Regions from separate parts of the Triticum aestivum genome. Here region 1 is linked to region 2. The links are chromatin contacts, called in public Hi-C maps. All regions are on one chromosome and are shown on one strand. Each heading gives the region's core, a stretch centred on a gene start, on an enhancer-like site or on the middle of the called end of the contact. The rest is flanking DNA. Distances are from core to core; before and after follow the strand shown.

Region 1 (6,312 bases), core at 567-3,066, 340 kb after region 2:
TCAGAGGCCTAGGATAACAAGAGTCCTAGCCGAATACGCCGGTGGGGAGGAGTCCTTGTCTTGATCACCAAGTCTTGTGGAATCTTCCTTGTATGCGGCAACTGTCCGAACTGGCCCATGAGTATACGTCCATGGGGGTCCTCGGCCCAATCTAACTGATCGGGAGATGACGTGGTGAGTACCCCCTAGTCCAGGACACCGTCAGTCACTCCATCCGGGCACTAGCCCCGCTTTGCCTACGCCTCCCTTCCACCCCTGGTCCAACCGTCGTCCAGGTACCTTCCGCCCTTGCGCACTGATGCCCATGATGAACACCACATCTGCAAAGGGTTCGGCCAAATGACATAGCGAATTTTTTCAAGTTTTTTGAAACGCGGTCTTTTAGGGCCATATTCATTAAAAATGGTAGAATAGAGTTGCACAACCGTTACAACACGACCATAAGAATGGGCACCCCGGCCGACCTGGCACAAACAAGATCACACACAACGCTGAGAAGAGGAACCCAACGAGGTTGTCGGCCATGTCATGACATCGCCTCTCTCCGAGTAGGTGACCCGGATGAGCCCCTCGGAGTGGAGGTGCGGTCGCCAGCGAGGTAGAGTAGGACATGAGATACACACCGGCTCATGAGACTCGAGGCGCTGTCGTATCCCATGCCATACTCTTCCTCGTCAGAGTCCATGGCCTACACGTCGACGGTCGATGTGAGGTCGATGATGGATCCGTTGTGGTCGGAGCCCGACATGTCCATCATGACACGATTGCGGCGCCAGGGGTTGTCGTTCACCTATAGCGGCACTGGCGAGTGCGACTCTGCCCCGCCGTGTTTGCCGCGAGGGCTTTCGCGGCCTCCCACGCCCTTTGCCTCGCACGACGGGTCATCACGCCATATTAGCCTCCGCGGACGGGCCACGGGAAGGCCCCCCCTAATTGGTGCGCCGACGAAGGGGATACGTCTCCGCCACGCCGTTCAGATGCCATACGAACCGCACTGCCTCCAGTGAGGTCGTGGCGACGCACCTCACGTCGGATCCAAGCGCTGGTCGTTCTCCCTGCGGGCACGACCGAGCGCAATGCAGACGACTATCTCCTCCTCGGGCCTGCATGTGATGAGCTCACAATCAGTAGATCGGGTGACGGAGGACTCAGATCCACTGCCCGCCATATCGGAGAAGGTGGAGATCACTGGAAGGAAGCTTATGGGCGGGGTGGAATGGCTAGAGTTTGGTCTGGGGAGTCGATGAAGACAAATATGTGTGGGGTCAGGGTGGGCCAACATGGGACGAATCCGACGTGACAGACGTGCTCGGGCCCGCCCGGGCATCAACCTATTTGCCCCGGATTTGGGCTAGATATATGGGGTGTCGGTCAGATCGGCTGTTTCGGGCCGGTATGAGGGGAAAAAAATTCTATGAGACCAGGTCTCATGGATTAGCAGGTGAGACCCATCCTGATGAATGACATGTGGCATTCATAAATCACAAAGCATTTACCCCACCCCCATCTGAAATCAGGGGGAAAAGATTAGATGCTTTTTGATTTGTGAATGCCACGTGTCATCCATCAAGACGGGTCTCACCTGCTTTATATGAGACCTGGTCTCATATAATTTTTTTTGGATATGAGGCCTCCGACCGCATCACATTTTTTGATCTGTCAGTGACCGGAGAGTCCTTCAAAAGTAAGGGGCGCTTGGATGTAGATGCTCTTAAGCTGCAAACCTAAGCAATGCGCCGTGCTGGCCATTGATCCAAGTATTCAACGTTCCACAACTGTTTTGACCGATTTGGCCACAGAAAATAGTTGACTGCTGGCAGCAAAACGCCAACTCCTTAAAAAAACGCCAACCACCAGCGGAGAAGGAAGGAAGGAAAGCACAAGCAGAAGCAACCGAGCGAACGGCGACGACGACCCGAAGAAGATGGTGATGCCCACGGACCCTATGCTATGGCACAAGGTGGCCGCCGTCTCCGGTAACCCTCAACCCCCCCCCCCCCCCCCCCCTCCCCTCCTCCTCCGGTTGCTTCCGCACTCTGACGGCTGGGTGAATTGGTCGAGCAGGGGTCGCTGCGCTTGGACTGGGCACCTATGGAGCGCACATGTTCCGCCCGCAGAACCCTAGATACAAAGAGGTACACCCGGCCACTCTCCGTTCATCGATCCCCAGCCGCTCCCTCGTCCCACTTCCGGCCCGTTCCTCCAAATCATGAATCAATCTGCGTCTTACAGTTGTGGGGAGTTTTTTTCTGACAGATTTGGCAGACCGCGTCCCTGTACCATCTCGTCCACACCGCGGCGCTGCTCGGGGCTCCCATGACCAAGCGCCCCAACATCGTCAGTACCAACGCCCGCATCGCGCTTTCGCTTTTTTTCTTTTATCTAGCTGTGCGCTAATTCATGCGGTCCTTTGCTGTGTGTGCAGTTCGGAGGCCTTCTGACAACTGGGATTGTGCTCTTCTCTGGAACGTAAGTGTGTATATGTGTTTGTCTTTAGATTGCACTGTGAATTTTCGTGGGATGCAAAGAAAATGAGGACCGCTGCTCTTGGATTTTGTTTGCGTTGTTTCATTGTTTGGAATGATGATGGGATTGCACAATGATTGTTGCTCATTTCATTTCTAGGTGCTACACTGTGGCTTACCTTGAAGACAGGAAGTTCTCTTCACCAGCACCGATCGGTGGCTTTGCATTCATTGCTGCTTGGGCCAGCCTGCTCTTCTGATTGTATTGTGTTTTATCGGGTGAAAACTATGTCTACTTTACACAAGGCTTTGTATCAGTCGCTCTATTAGGTCATGATTGTACTGCTGTGGCACACAACTTTCTCATACCTTTACAAAATAATTAGAATAAAACAGTTCCCTTGATGTTTCACACTTCCTCATTTGTACATCCTGCTTAACAGTCCGATCAACTGCTCATGCCAATGAAGCTGCGTCTCTTGTTTCTTTAGATTTAATGCCAATACTTTTTCCATGAGAATCACGGGATCTTGGCTCCCGTGGTTGTCCTTGCAAACATGGTCAGCTTGATTTCTGTCAATCTCTCTGCTTCCATCCATCAACAAAATATCCTCATTTTCAGGTTATAGTTTGGTTCACCGTGCTCCCATAACTTGTATCATTATAATTTATTTAACATTGTAGAGATCGGCACGGGCACGGGCACTACTTAGTGTAGCAATGATTTGATCTATTTGCGCTACAAGTGTCAGATAACCATAGTGATTATTGCGCTTGATTATATCCTAGCTGTTTGGGTCTCTACCCCTTTACACACCATATAAAAACTTGCTCAACTTTTATTGATACAAAACCAGGTACATGACTAAAATTGAAATTACAGATGAGACACGGAGTTGAAACATTTTGAAGTATGGATCAATGTTAGGCATTGCCCTCCTGATTCGAGTAATGACATCCCCTCCACAAAGACGAAAAATGTGTCGAACATTTTTTCCATTCTTTTCCTGAAGGATCAGTGGAAGAAAACCAGGAATGCATGCGTCTTCCAGTGCTTCGCCCACCGTTATATCAGGGCACTACTTCAAAGTTACATGAGTTACGACCTGCATTGGCATGACAGCACGAAGTGAATGACATGGCTGAGAACGATCATGTTTTTGTATACTCCCTGTCATTCACAATATAAGTAGCCTAGACCATTTACACGGTTTCAAAGTAACACTTTGATCATAATTTTCTCAAAAAATATTTTGTTTCAAACAAATTCTAAATATAATTATGACAATATTCATGTCAGTTTCATATTTTGTCTAAGCTGGTAATTCTTTCTATATCGATGGTCAAACCTAAAAATGTTTGACTAGCACAAATTCGAAAACTGCTTATATTATGAATCAGGAGGAGTAAGATAAGTTATTTATATTTGGATGCTATCCTAAATTCTCTAAGAGTACACGCTGATTCCAAAGAAAAGAACTTCCTTACGTGCGTGCTTGTGTGTGCGCGCGCGTGTGTGTGTGCTTGTGGCGTGCGGGTATCTTGTGTGTGTGGTGCGTGGTTGTCCTCTGCATGTTTGATCTTGCTAGTGGAATTTCAACCTGCAAAAGTGTATGCTCCTAATGATGGTTTAGGTTATGAACATACTTGGATTTAGGTCGGTGACCATTGCAGCTGCATTGAAGTAGCAAGAACCAGCATGGTTCTTGTATTTTTGCCAGTAGCTGTTGAAGGCATAAGATGCATGGTCCCTGACTGTATTGGGAAGGTAACACGATTTGTTAGGCTCAATCATCGTACAATCTGCACCTCCAGGACCACATGCCCAGCTAAGAGCAATCTGTAGGATATCATCTGGTGTTTGCTCATCCGCTATGCACCATTGCTTCTCCCAGTTGCGATCCTCTGCTTGAAAATTTATAGGTGTAAGTATTTCTTCAAATTCCTTAAATGGTTCTGTGTTTCATTGATTTATCTGGGAGACATGAATTCAGACACTCTATTTCAGTTACTGGATGGTTCTTTTCAATGTTCAGTGATTATTTCTGTATTTACTATGGTGTCAAGGTTACAGTTGACTTTATCTTGTTAGCATAGCACCCCATGAATCTAAGTATGAACAGCAATGAGGCCATGATTTCTCAGGCTCAAAAGTTTATGGTATCTCAAGAGCAATAAATATATCCACTGATGAATCTGACAGAAATCTGCTTATGTAACTTTGAGCAGTGGATCTGGCAATAGCGGCTCGCCCCTCCCCCGGTTTACATGGTTTAAAGTCTGCATATCTTTGTTTTCAGTAACAGAGTTGAATCACTCGGTATATGCTATTTCAGATATGCACATATCCTCTCTCTACCAAGCTACCATACGGCATGTTTCAGACTGTTAGTCTTTACTATATTGCTTACTCTGAGATTGGATTTTATGTTAATAGAATTTTGAAAGAAGAAACACTGGGATGATTAGAGATAGTAAGATTAAAAAATGGAAAATAAAGGATAAATAGCGCATGAGCATTTTGGAATCAGGAGCCGGAAGTTACTTTCATACCTTGCTGAGCCGAAACTGTGGCGAAGTGAAGGATAAAATAAAGTAGATCAGCCTTGTTGCTGCTTGCTTCTTCAGATAGCAGTTCTTCACTCTGGCTGCACTTGGTGGTAAGTATGTATGCATTTTGCTTCTTTCTACTCCTAGCACCTTAACAATTAAGTAACTCTACAATGTGCTTGGTTTGATGGAAATCTACAAGTTGTGTGAAGCTCATATAAGGCTCAGTCTCTGTAGACATTAAGAGGGGAAAAGGATGGGCTAACTTTTATTATCTGAATATTAAAGGCATCCTGCACTTATTCTTTACTTCATGGACACTTCTGAGAATCTTTTTCTGCTTAAAGCGCACACTGCAATATAATGTTAAATTAAGAAATAATCAGTGATTACCAGTGATGTAAGACAATGGGAAGTAAATCTTCTTTTATTTCCAGAATTCTGCAATGAAATAAGTGAACAAAATTTTAAGTTTATTGTTTGACAATGTAGATGTTTCCTGTCAAAATTTGTGCTGGCGTTGCAATATCTATGTGTTATATCTGATATTTTGGATGGGTGCACGTATTTAGGATGGATCATACATATAGTGGAGTCATGGTTGATGCTTTAAAAAGTTGAAAATCAAAGCAAAACTTTGATATTTTCAGGCTTTCAGCATACAACTTTGATACCTTGGTACGTGGAACTACGCAAGTGATTCCGTATACTTGGAACTTATTAGCTTTGCCAATCATGTTCCTTCAGACAAGCAAAGCAAAATAAAGATTATTCCTTTCTTTATCATGCTCCCTAGACAAGCCAGGAATCTGATGCCTGACCTTGCCTTGCACTCGTTTTCTTTAGAAAACTTTCTTTCCAGTTGCCATATATGACTTCTGCCTGTGAAATCTGTTTTGTTCAGACACCTATATACATCTGAATTCTACTTGCATGGTAAAGGTAAACCTTCACCTCTGCTTCCCGTCCCTGATTCAACTGCTCTTCATCGGCACCTCCAAGTATGGGTGATGGGATCATCATGGCACCATCACCGTCTAACCAGGAGTATATCAGAGATGTTGCAGAAATTGATTTACAGGAGTACAAGGACATTGAGAACATCGCATTCTACCAGGTTGCAGCAAACTCTGGATCGGGCTTGTCTATGGAAAGTGAGAGATCACTAAGGATCCATATTTGTATAGACCAGAATGGTGTCAACTTTCTGCTTGAGTTTCTGCATCATCTTGTGGATTCGAAAGAGAGCTACAGAGGCGTGACTAATCTCCTTTTTCATGGTATTGAATGGCAGCCT
Region 2 (7,410 bases), core at 1,646-4,145:
TGCTTCCAGATCTATCTTTGGTAATATTTTGCAGATGGTATAAATTTCTAAAATATATAAGATCTTTGAGGATAAAAAAATGACTTTGTAATTGTGAAGCATGTCTCAAAGGGTGATATCTTAGGAAACCATAATAAGGAGTGTTTTATTTTGATTTAACCTGGCACCTGTCAGTGGTAATTGAACAATAAATGGACATTATTACTGATGGGAAGGCAAAGATTGACAATGAACGAATAACTGAAAATAGAAAATAGCCCAAATGCATCCATCTGGTCACCCATCAATGGTTTATATATGATCATACCTTCGACTTTAGATAGATTAGCACTATCTTTAAAATGCCCAACAGTTGAAGCTTTCTTATTTGCACCTGAGGCAGATTCAACGCATTAGCATAATCTGAATCATATTCTAATGACATAGACAGAGAAAATATTTATGATTGGATCTGTCAAATTCCAAAACATACCACCAGGTATGTGCGAAGGTGATCGACTGGCTGGACCTTCTCCAAGTGCATCTTCCATCCTATGCAAGGTATGAAGGTAATGGTCAGTAAGTAGCCTATTGCAAAGTTCATACCTGGTTATAAATATTCTAGAGCAAGAACAGCATACTTGACCCTGGAGGGAGAAAACGGTGACTCTGCCTTAGGTGTCAAATCCCCTGATAACAGTGGAATTCCTACATGAGAAAAGAAAGGAAACATGAGATCAAGACAATCAAATAAGTGAGATATCATATCTTAATCCTTTACTGCCATTCTTCTTCATGTGATGGAGGGAACTACTCAGCATGTACTTTTTAGCACCCTCACATTCCGAGCCATTACCAACAGAATAATATTCTGCAGAACCTTTCTGTTATTTCATTATATTAGCTCATGCACTTCTGCAGATTCTTGTGTTCATGTCTGTGGTTCTGTGCATACGGATAAGTTTTTTATATTAATAGTTAAGATATCAGAAGGGCAGAAACAACGCTACTGAATATACTGTTATATCATTCTTGAAGACCAGATCTGTGCAACCAAAAACCAACTAAGATTCTCATCTCCTATGAGAAATTGATATTTAGTAACATATGTCAGCCTTCAAAATTCAAACCCAGCTTGTGTCACCAATTAGATCAAATATTCAAGAGAAATTACAATATTTGGTTCCAGACTAAATAGATTTTCTTTGTCACCTTAAAAGATGTGACCATGACTTACCTTTTTTACTCTCACCCTGTACTTTAGCCATGGCAAGAAGTTCCTTCCTATTCTTGCCATTAACATGAGACATGTCCTACAATGATGAGGTAGCATTGAATTAAGTATCAACTGTTTTCAACTCAACAAATGAACAGGTAGACAAAATGATTACCGGAAGGGGATAACAAGGTGAGTTCATATATGCAGTAGTATAATGCTCAATGCACTGTGCCTTGCTCTTGGTACCAACATGCTCCGCAACTTCAGCCCAGTTTCCCAGACCATACATTTCAATTCCCTACAATTATTAGAGTCAGAACCCACCACCCAGAAAGTGAACAGAACAGATGGATACAGAAAATACCTCTAGAAGAAGGATTTCCTCATCCGCATTCCAATCTGGACAAATTAGTGGAAAAGATAGGTTGTCCTGTTGCAAAAATTCGGTTAAGTTAAAGGATGCAACAGACAAGGCAAGCACTGACAATACAAAATACTTGGAAGTGCTAAGGTGGAAAGTGGTTTCTTTTTTCCTCTTCCCTTTTCTTTATGAGAACTCTCCTCAAGATGACCTGGGTGTGCATGTATTAAGCGCCATATAGCCAGTTGCAATCAAGATGGTTGAGTAGAGAACCATGTTGATCCAAACATATGATCTGAGTTCACACATCAGCTGATGACTGACACTTGTAAGCGTACTCAAGTTAAGAAGGATGAAGCCTGAATGTGATGGGAATACACTAAGACAGTGGTTGTGTGGGTTGATTCAACCTTGGAGTGTCACATTTCATCTTTTGGGTTTCCCGCCTTTTTGACCAAGTAACAATCAGTTCAGACTTAATCAGTTCAGACTTACTATTCGAAGTGACATGTGAGATGCTAGGACAAATTTGAGGAACCATGCTATACCAGCACAGGTACTAACAGCCTGTTAAGTTCACTGGAGTTCAGATGTGGTAACTCCACTGTTCTATAACACTAGCATTAACATCTGTTACTGCGGCTTCTCGACACTAGTTAGTCAGCTAAGCATGCATTTGCACACTATTAAGCTAAGTGAGCATTGGACACTGACCATAACCCTGTAGGGGTGGTTGCTCCGATGCGGAGTGACCTCAGCTCCGACGGAGAAGCACTCGACGCAGAGGTCAAAGTCGGGGCACTTGGAGCACTTGAACCGGATCTTCCCGGACAGGTCCTTGTTGCAGTAGTTGCAGTGGTACAGCGCCTTCTTGCCGTCGCCGGCTCCCCCGCACGCCGCGGAGAGCGAGTCCGACGCATCCCCGGTCGAGGCGACCCTCCTCCGCTTCGACCTGCAACGAACGGACAACGCATTACACCATTCGCTCGCTCGCAGCCAAGCAAGAGCGAAATGCGAAGCGGCGGGCAGAGGGGGGGCCAGCGGGACCTGTGGTTGGTGTCGTCGTCGCCGGAATTGGGCACCCCGCGGGACCGGCCCATCGCGGACCAAACCCTAGCGCAAACCCCTCGAAACCCTAACCCTAGCTCGAGCGGGGATCCGCTACCACGCCGCGGCCGGCCGCATCGAGCTGAGCAGAGCTGGGTGGGGGGGTGATCCGGGCGGGGGCGCGGGTTAGGGGGACCGGGGGCGCCGGGGGATCTGCGGCGCGGCGGGGGTCGGGATTTGGCTGGGGCGGGGAGTCGGGGGGAAGACGACCACCATGGGCGACCGCGACGCAGCTACAGATCAGAGCCAGTAGTAGAGTCGGACTAGTATACTGCCGGCGCCAGATCTGGGCCGTCCATCTGAGGTATCGGACGGCTGACGCCCCTCCGTGGACAAATCAGGGGGATATCTCTTGCAGCCGCTCTGAAGCTTCGGGCTAGAGCTGATCTGATTAGCACGAAGAGTTTTCGGTGCAGAAATTCGTTACAGCAGACGCGACCCGCCTCAAACTCCTAGTCGGACGGCCTTCAGTGACCGCTCACAGAAAAAAAAACTAGACAGACAACGTCCGGACTGACCGACACCCCTCATATCCAGTCCAAATAGCGAACCAACCTGTGATTGTATGGTTAGAGGGACTGTGGTATCCCCAGCCCATCAGGGTTCAAGTCCAGCTGCTTGCATTTATTCCTGGATTTATTTCAGGATTTTTGGCGATGCGCATTAGTGGAAGGAGACGTTCCCGTGATGACGAGGTGCCTACGGTGACTTTTTGTAAATTTAAAGATGATATGTCGGCTCAGTCTTTCGAAGGTGCTCATAGGGGTAGAGTGTGCGTGTGTGCGCGTGTATATGAGTGTTTGCGTTTATAATGTGTTCAAAAAAATATCCAACCCAAATATGAGATGGATATGGGGCGCCGGGCGCGTCCGCCGACATCCCTACTCCACCATAATTTGCATCAAATCCATCAAACCGTCCCCCTCGTTCCGCCTCCCTCCAACCTTTCGCGCTCCAAGCCCTCGCCGTCCGCCACACTTGTTCTCCACCCTCACCGCCAATCCCGATCCGCTGCCCTAAATGCCATCCAGCTTGTCCCTGACCACCGCGACAGAGTCTGCGTCCGCCTTGTCCGTCGGCATCCGGTCCTCGGGTTTGTCGTGCAAGCCAGAGAACATCGCCCGGAGGAACTGCCGTCGGTGGCAGCAAGAAAGGGAAGTGGCGGCGGCGCAGGGAGCAGATGTGGACATGGACGAGCAATTGTCCCCCCCCCCCCCCCCCCCCCCGGGCCGTGCCCAGAACCCCACACCCTATCCATCCCGCCGTCGACAAGGATTGCGCCGTCAGACCAGGTTGGGACAGAGGATAATCCGACAGTCAGTTGGGGCATTCCGGAGAGCTTTCCGCCCACGCAGATGCAGCAGGTGGACGTCTGCCACTCGCCGCCGCTTGTTCGGGCGCAGATAAGCACAAGCACCAGCGGCGCCCGGGCTGCCCACGACCTGTTCGACGGAATGACATAACAAGACTTGATATGTTTTTTGTTGCTCATCCAAAAGATTCGATATGAGCATGCCAAGAAGTGGCTTATCAAGAAGAAGAAAAAGATCAAACGAGCGTAGGGCCTACAAGGCGGCGGTGGCGGTGGCGGCTATGGCAGCAGCGAAGCATGTGGCTGAGATGCAAGTGGAGCATGCTGCAAAGATGCAGGCAGAGCTGTACACAAGGATGGCCTCAGAGCAGGCGGCATGGATGGCGCCCGTCGAGTGATTTGGCCAGCCAGTGACTGATCCGTCATGCTCAGACGTTGATTTCATCTTGGCATGTCCGGATTGCTTTGCTTTGTTGAACTATGATTTCTTTTGCTTTGTTTTGAACTATTGAATTGGGACAATTTGTATCATGTGATCGACGTGCATCGATTGTATGGATTTTAAGTTCCGAATTTAAGGTGTGTGGATGTGCGGCGGCACATATGAGGGGATGTCCAGTGCTGTCCGTGGACACGCCCAGACGTGTATAGGGGCGGATTTGCCAAGTCCAGCTCTTAGATATTGTTTTCTTAAACAGATGTAAAAAAATTGCCCCGTCATATTAATTCAAAAGGAGTTTTACAAAGAAACAAAAACATTCAGTCTCATAGAGTGTATGGTTTACTCTCGCGGCAATAATGAACTCAAACGCTTAGCGTCCACTAGTATAACTCGCGAAAAAACTAGACATTCTACATAATGAAGACATTCCTAAAAACTCTTGCATTACACTCGTTCTAAATGTCTCATGAAATAAGCATGATGAAAGAAGCAAATCCCTTTTCTTATGATGTCGACGCCTTTTGGCAGTTGATGCTGGCCATCAAGAACCACCAATCAGCGGGGAGAAGAAAGTTGTCTCAACCTCCCGTGCGCAAATCCACCAAATATGTATTGTATATCTACATTTGAAACACATGTGCGCAACAGCGGTTCTCGTTTACACAATTGACATAAACTGCAGTTAGCTAACCTTGACGTTGAAGGCGATCCGCGGTTCAAACCCTGTCCTAGATGATGAGCCAAGAAAAAGGACTTGTTCTTGGACGGAATCCAATTTGCCCAAACCCCCGGCTTAAGAATGGAAGCATTCGAATCTCCAAGTTGCGGCTTAACAATTGCGTCCTCCTTGTTGTCCCGAATGTGTGTGTCCAAACGGTAGTTATTAGATTTTCTTTTAAAACATTTATAGTTATTGTGCATTGCTTGCCTGGACCTGGTGAAAATGATTATTATTGTTTCTTTTTTCAAAATATCACCCCCCTTCTTCTTTTTGAATCTGTCATGAACGATGTAAGTGTTTTGCGTTAATCAGAAAAGTAATCTATGACGACATTCCTTAAAAAATACTCCCTCTGCAACGAAATGTAAGAGTTGTAACGAATGTCATCATAGATCACTACTTTAGTGATCTAAATGCTCTTATATTTCTTTACAGGGGAGTAATAGTTATCACGCGTTACTTTTTTCGTCTAAGTTTATTAGTCCCCTTTTGTATTTTGGGTAAAACTTCTTTCAAATATGAATCCAGCAATATATTTTTTGTGGCACATAACTTGTACTCTCTTCGTTCCGAAATATAAGGTGGGTTAGTTTTCAAAAGTCAAACTTGTGCATGTTTGACCAAGTTTTTAGAAAAAATATATTAATATCTATAAGGGCGTATCCAACAGCCGCCCAACGCGCGACGCGCTAAAAACTAGTTTGCAGCGCGCTTATCGCCTGGTTTGGCGCGACGTGCAGCGCTGGCTCCAGCAGCCGCAGTAAAAAGCAGTGCGCGCGCGTAGCTCCAGCAGCGCGTGCGAGCAGCCGACCCATGCCATTTGTTGCATTTCGGACACAAAATGTATTTCCCACATCACAAAACAAAGACATGGCATATAATTTAAATCACACAAACAAGTTGATGACTTAAAAGTTCATGCCCACAAGTTCAAATTCATGCCCACAACATCATCCAACCAAGATCAAAATGCAAACCAAGTTCATGACACAAACAAAAGGCAGAACAATCAAGCCTCGTCCTCGTCTTCATCCTCATCTTCCTCCGATTCATCCGACTCCTCCGAAGACGATTCTTCCTCCTCCTCTTCATTGTCGCGCACCGCATCCTCATCACGTGAAGCTCGGAAGGTGTTGGCAAGATCTTCAACGGCATCTTCATGCGAAGGTGTGTGAGACACACGGAAGACATTCCGCCTGTGGCGCCCGGAGGTGCACCCATGCCTCCAATGAGTGACGCAAAACTCATGCCACTCATGCCGGCCATGCCGCCCGAAGGTGCTCTGAAGCCACCCATGCCTCCCATGGTCTCCATGGTAGCTCCAAAGCCACCCATGACACCCATGCCGCCCATGGTAGCATGCCGGTGCTCGGAGGAACTCCGGCGGGGGCGAAGCCAAAGCTCCCCGCGCTAGGGTTTGCGGCGGCGGCGCGTGAGGGGCAAAGGTGGCACGGTGGAGAGAGTGCGGCTCGAGCGCTCGAGTGTGCCGCGCGCGAAAGCGCGCGCACCAAATACACAACGCGCGATGGCGATTCGGACCGCGCGTCCAACTCTATATGCCGCGCGTGCGCTTATTGCGCATCCGCTGGAGCCCCTCTACCAATTGCGCGCGCGCTAAAAAGGGCAAATTTGCGGCGCGGCGCTCATTTAGCGCAGCTGTTGGAAATGCTCTAACACCAAATTTGTATCATTAGATCCGTCTTGAAAAATATTTTCATATTTTCTTTGGTTTGTATTGAGGATGTTGATAATATATTCTAAAATCCTGGTCAAACATACTTTTTTTACGGGCAACTGCAAGCGTTCTGCCAATTCATTAAGTAGAGTGAAAGGACCAAGGTCCCAGGGCATCATACAGAACATCTCCACACCCGGAGGCTGGCTGAGGGAGAGCAGCTCAAATTAGAATCAGAACAAAGAAGACGAGACAAAAGAGAAAGAAAAAGGAGGGGGCGCACAGCATCAGTTGCTTGTGTATCTGGCTTTCATGGAAATTTTTGCACCTTATATTTTGAAACGAAGGGAGTATTTTGTTAGCCTCGTCAAACTATGATCAAAGTTTGAGCCAGAACACAAGATGTACTCTTTGAAGATTGAAAAAATAAATACCATCCCACAATTCAGAAACCACGAGCGAAACATTACGGCTGAATCTCTCCAGGAAAAAACATATCAAACCATCAGAGTTCATACATCCAGAAGGCAATCAACCATCAAGAACCAAAGGACAACCAAGATAACAACCACACGCAAGCACAACATAGCACTA

Evidence for each region. A called contact is a pair of places that touch in the nucleus more often than the background predicts.
Region 1: a contact with region 2 is called in a Hi-C map of leaf, with 6 times the contacts expected there. The contact joins the promoter of LOC123113343 here to the promoter of LOC123113338 in region 2. A contact is called at or near these places in 3 of 5 Hi-C or Micro-C datasets (leaf and an unstated tissue) and 1 of 1 datasets of contacts at active chromatin or transcription factors (leaf).

What each region holds. Positions count from the first base shown.
Region 1 is chr5B:576,149,159-576,155,470 of IWGSC CS RefSeq v2.1, forward strand. It overlaps LOC123113343 (transmembrane protein 256 homolog), which reads left to right and starts at 1,817. Exons shown (of 5, transcript XM_044534556.1): 1 at 1,817-1,976; 2 at 2,065-2,135; 3 at 2,257-2,337; 4 at 2,426-2,469; 5 at 2,626-2,877. The coding sequence starts at 1,925. The coding sequence ends at 2,725. LOC123113341 (protein TORNADO 1) reads left to right here and starts at 5,570. Exons shown (of 3, transcript XM_044534554.1): 1 at 5,570-6,312. The coding sequence starts at 6,019. It overlaps LOC123113344 (a long non-coding RNA gene), which reads right to left and starts at 5,152. Exons shown (of 2, transcript XR_006455990.1): 1 at 5,019-5,152; 2 at 3,287-3,571.
Region 2 is chr5B:575,803,235-575,810,644 of IWGSC CS RefSeq v2.1, forward strand. LOC123113338 (transcriptional adapter ADA2) reads right to left here and starts at 2,896. Exons shown (of 12, transcript XM_044534549.1): 1 at 2,607-2,896; 2 at 2,274-2,511; 3 at 1,563-1,628; 4 at 1,371-1,496; 5 at 1,217-1,292; 6 at 621-687; 7 at 473-531; 8 at 308-373. The coding sequence starts at 2,659. It overlaps LOC123113339, which reads right to left. Exons shown (of 4, transcript XM_044534550.1): 4 at 7,277-7,410.